Regions from separate parts of the Gossypium hirsutum genome. Here region 2 is linked to region 1. A link is a contact called in public Hi-C data. All regions are on one chromosome and are shown on one strand. The core of a region is the stretch at or near the end of the contact, and the rest is flanking DNA. Distances in the headings are between cores, read along the strand shown. Region 1 has its middle 7.0 kb from the start of LOC121229885. Region 2 holds the start of LOC107941173 (auxin transporter-like protein 2).

The links. Hi-C and Micro-C count contacts between places; a contact is called where the count stands out from the background.
Region 2: a contact with region 1 is called in a Hi-C map of leaf, with 2.4 times the contacts expected there. The contact joins the promoter of LOC107941173 here to the enhancer-like site in region 1. A contact is called at or near these places in 5 of 34 Hi-C or Micro-C datasets (hypocotyl, leaf and petal).

What each region holds. Positions count from the first base shown.
Region 1 is chrA05:78,175,621-78,178,256 of Gossypium_hirsutum_v2.1, forward strand. No RefSeq gene overlaps it. Among protein-coding and RNA genes, the nearest start is that of LOC121229885, 7.0 kb to the right of the region's middle. Within about 2 kb of position 1,316, at least 7 of the 9 cell types and tissues checked have an H3K27ac peak or open chromatin away from gene starts, as enhancers often do. A contact at or near this core is called in hypocotyl and leaf, where this site is marked.
Region 2 is chrA05:78,565,311-78,567,946 of Gossypium_hirsutum_v2.1, forward strand. It overlaps LOC107941173 (auxin transporter-like protein 2), which reads left to right and starts at 1,288. Exons shown (of 11, transcript XM_016874728.2): 1 at 1,288-1,560.

The DNA.
Region 1 (2,636 bases), core at 66-2,565:
TCCCTTTCAAAAGGAAGCAAACTTCTCCAACAAAGACAAACACGGTGACCTATGAGGACACACTATGACGCGAAAGTTTCAACTTTAAAAAAAGCCCAGTGATATCACACCTTCCTCTAGTCTTATATATTTAAGTTGAATTTCGAATAGTAGATTAGAGAATTTGGACTTTTTGCACCAATTCTATTGTTCCCATTGATTATTGGAATTGTATAATTGGTTAGTATGGCCCCTCGTAAAAGTCCAATGTCTCAAAAAATCAAGAAGTGCAATGCTCTTGATGAACCATGGAGACGATTTGTCTTCAATGACGTTGTGACCCAAGTCGATAATTTTTTGGATAAATTGCTAATACCTGAGCATGGATTCAATTTTTCCATGCAATTATTTCACAATCCGATCATAACCAAGGACGATCGCTTATGGTGGTTCCAATTTTGTCGAATACCTCTAAAATCGTTAGTTATATCAATTATGTAGGAATTCTACGTGAGTTTCCCTGAGGCGTAAGACAATAAAGTCTTCATGAGAGGCATTTTCGTAGAAGCCTCTCCTACTGCAATCAAGGTGATTTATAAAACACCTCACTATATCCCAGAATTTTATGAAAATTTACAAGAAAATGAGGTGGATTATGACGAAATTATAAACTCGTTAACTGAAGGTAAAGGCATCTAGACTTGTAAAGCAGTGACCAGAGAACTCTTACAATTCCAACGATCCATCATGACCTCTAAGGCTAAAATGTGTATGTACTTTATTATTGCAATTTTTTTTCCTGCTCAGCATGTCACAGACCCATGATCATGCTCTTTTCTTGTATGAGATTTTCCAGAGTTGAAAGATAAATTTGGGGGATCAGATCCATTACAAAATGCAAAAAATGTGCCAGAGGGCACACACAAGGACTTTCGTATCCACATATAATCATAGAGATGTGTAGGAGGGTCGGTGTTGTGATAGATCCCGAGGAATCGACTTGCCCACCAAAGGGTGTTCTAAACGATATTATTATTGAGTGGTTTTATAATCAACATACAATTCGAATGGAAAGGAAGAATGAACAAGTAGCTGCACATCGGGAGTACACCAGAGACCATGGGCTCCCGAAACCAATGGAAGAGCCCCAATCCAGCAAACCCGATGAATAAGGAAATTCTCATGTAGATATTGACCCATGTCGAGTACCAAACAAGGTGGATGGCCCGTTTTGCTGAGCAATCAAGCGTAAACAACTTCCAATGGCCCTATTTCTGCACCAGCCCAACGGATGTAGATCCTTCGATAACGCCACAAAGTGGTAGTGCACGATCTAGACCACAAGAAAGAGGGATCCCCGTCTGCGACATACCCGACACCTTCCAGCTCGCATAAGAAGGACCATCCACATCAAGAAGGAAAGAGACGAGGTTCGTCTTGGACGAGAATGGTGTGAGCTCAGAAAAGTTTGATAACGACACTATTGTAGACTTATGAGGGAATTTTTCAATTTATAACTTCTTTTCTTTTTACAAAAAAAAAATTCATACTGTTAGTTAGATTTTTATTTTATTTTAAAAAATTTAGCATAATTTCTATTTTCAAGCTTAATTAGATTTTTTTTTAATTGTAAAAAAAAATTATGTGTAGGAACTCATAGTTTTTATGGCACAAAGTTTTTTAGAGCTAAACCGAAAAGTACGAAATGATCCAACAACATTCGCGACACTGACATGTTAAAATGGGTAATTTTGTTTCTTCATTATTATTGGAGAACATTAGGGACAATGTGTTAAATAAAGTGTGGGGTGATATAGAGTTTTTAATTTTTAAATGTTTCATTGGTATTTCTGTTAAATTTTTGTAATATTTTTAGTTGAATTTTTTCTTTATGTTGTGTCTGTGCTTGCGCTTATAGAAATACAAGTGATTGGTTAAGAGCATGTCCATGGGTTGTTTGATTAAACTGTAAATTTAGCTTGAAAATAAACAATTTTAGGTTATTTGCATTTAGACTAGTTTTTTTAATTTGTTAAATTGTAAAAAAGAAAAAGGAGTTAAATGTACCAAATGACATAGGTATATACGAGTAGGTATATATATTTGTTGAATAATAGGTTGTTTAAATTTGAATAATCAGTAATTAAATCCATAGTTATTGAAAAGGCACGGTATAATAAGTATAAAATCTTTACAAGTATGTGTTTTAAATTAAAAATGAATCAGCGAACAAAAGCATTGTGAAGGTTAAAAGCAAAGCGAGTGTGATAAAAGCATAGAACAAATAAAAGCCAAGACAGTGAAAAGTGATCATAGTGAAATATATCAAAAAGTTGTCCACATGGTCTGGGGTGATCCGCACGCTCGTGTGTCACACACGAGCGTGTCATAGGTAGTGTGAATGTTGGAGCTAATTTTTCAAAATTATTTTTTGACCCTCACGGTCTTAGTGGAGGCACACGGCCTAAAGACACGATCATGTGACCCAGATGCCCATGTACACAAGCATGGGAGAAGCGAACAACAACAACACACAGTCTGAGTGATACCACACAGCATGGCCACACGGTCGTGTATGACACATAGCCTAGTCACACAGTCATGCAAAGGCCGTCTAGACACTAAAGCAAATTTTTAAAATTTTCTAATAAGCTACA
Region 2 (2,636 bases), core at 38-2,537, 390 kb after region 1:
GTCCTGCTTCTTTCAAGTCGACGAGTTGTAGTATCTACCTTAAATGTACTAGATTTTGAGATTTATCAAACATTAGAAAACCCCTGATTGACCTTAGGATGAATGCCCGGGGCATATTATTCTCTTTTAATGGTAATCACGAAGTTGTCGATATAATTGAAATTTTCTTCCAACCATAGTATCTTCCCTAATAGTTGCTTGCAAATTGCACTCCAATCGCCAATGACATTGCCGCTGTAATGATTGGTCCATCCACCGATAAACTGAATTGTAAAGCTACGTCCTTGAGTGTAATAGTACACTCACTGCACGAAAGATAGAATGTGTATGTCTCAGGTCTCCATCTTTCCATCAAAGCACGAATAAATGTGGGATCTTGTTTAGTCCCCTCTACCATACGAGACATGTGCAAGAATCTCACCTCTTGCAAGTGTTATTCACTAACACGTGGTGCCCTCACAATTAAATTGTGTATGTACGTCTCTAAAATTTGATTTTTGGCCTGATTATATAAACATAAAAAAATTATAAAATTAATAATATTAACAACTTAATAATGAACTTAATTAAAATTAAAAATTTTAATAAATTTTCTTACCATTTACAATAGGACACAAAAAATGTGATTGTCCTCAAAACGAATAAGCATAATTTTCATTATAAAAATCAATTAAAAAAAGAAATTACAAAGTATAAAATTAAAACAACAAGATTTTGAGAAAAATTGAATGAAAATTTGATAACTAAAAAATTTAGAGAATTGAAAGAATGGATGAATTAAGTGAATTGATACAACTATTAGAATGTGATTTAAATGAAAAAAAAACTAATTTATATAGCAAATAAAATAAAAAAATGATTTGAGTTTATACAGTAAATAAACTAACTGTTTTTAGTTGTTGAAGAAAATCTTTCTCGTTACATTTTTGATAATGCCTCCTACTAGACACAGTTTGATATGACTTGATAGGAAAGTAGGTGAATTTACCCTCAGTTATTAGCTTGTTTCATATACTTTTTTTTAATTTATCCTTTCTTCAAGCGAAGAATAGGAAAATTCTTCTAATTCTTGTTGGAATCTAAATGTGGAAAAGAAAGTGATTTTTTATATTTAATGGGCTTAAATCATAGGCTTAAAAGAACTGGGTATTTAGCTGGTTTTCTTAACGATAATAAGGCAATGTTTGGTTGGGTGTAATAGGAATAAATTATAGCCCAATTCAATGGGCCCACCACCAAACCAACATTTGGTTGCCTGTAATGGCTATTACACGCTGAATGGAATCAGCTTCCATGATACTACGGCCCGTAATAGCAATTCAGGGGCTTGGGGTCTGATTAGCTATTCAAAGGAACGAGTAATAACATTTTTCCCTATTTTGGACCAAAATATCCTGTCTCTCATCTTCATCTTCGTCGTTTTCACTTTTACACTTCCGACAATTTCTTCATAAACATTTTTCCCAAAGTAAACCCTATAGAAATTGGATCCTTAATCGACGAAAAATCAAGCTTCATTCACCATCTTCATCTTCCTTCCGTTGAACCTCCTTATTTACGGTAAGTGATCGCCTTTGATTCTTTTTTTTTCCTATGATTTTGTTAGTTAAAGTTCTTTTTCGGTCTCACTCTGATCCTTCTCGGTTTCTTCATTAGATCCTCATAATTTTTGTGTTCTTTTTTTTGGGGGGGGTTTCTAGAGTTTGATTTGGTAGCTGAATTATTTTGGGTTTTAATGAATCAAAAGCTTCAGCAAATTATTTTAAAATGTTCTTAGTTTGTTTGTGTGAATTTTGTAAATGTTTCATGCTAAATTTTTGTTTCTTAATTTTTGTTTCATGATTTAAGTGGCTGTGCTATGGTGTTACCCCTTTCTAGCTACTATTGTATCTGCTGCCTTGAAGTTCACCAGTCGCCACCGTCGTCTCCAACTGCCGCTATCGGCGTCGAGTTCAAATGAGGCTATGCTGCCATTTTTTTACCAACTTTTTGCTTATTTGTTTGCGTAGCTTGGGTTGTAAAATGTGAACAAAGTTAAGCTATTTGTTCTGCTCTTTCTGTCATTCTTCTTGTTTTTCTTCCTTCACACCACTCTCCTACCACCGTCAGCTTTCTTATTGAGGTCACATTCCATCGATTACCCTAACCAATCAAGATCCCATGGCTACACCATTGCCAATTCCACCTAAACTCCCTTGCAGCTAAAAGCTCTGACCTTTACTGCTTCGCTTGCCATGCTTACTTCTTTTCTCATTTTCCTCTTATTATTCCTATCTCCGGCTTTTTCTTTAAATTTGTGCTTTCTACTGAGCTTTTTATCTGATCTCTCATAGAAGGGTTAAGTATTACATTTGCTCAATCAATTCTGAGTATTATGGATGCTACTTGCGTCTGTTTGAATGCAAAAGCAAAATGGAATTCGATTTCATTTTGTTACGTTTGGAGTAAGAAATGTTAACTTTTTTCATTTTCTAATTTTTTTGCTTTTTTATGTGTTGTTTAATTATTTTAGAGTTGCAGAATTCTCACTGTAAATAAGTGCAAAAGTCTGTAATAGAAATTTGATAAATATGTATTGTTCACTTTTCACAATATTCCTAATTGCTCATATTCTTTAGTGAGCTACAATAACAGAA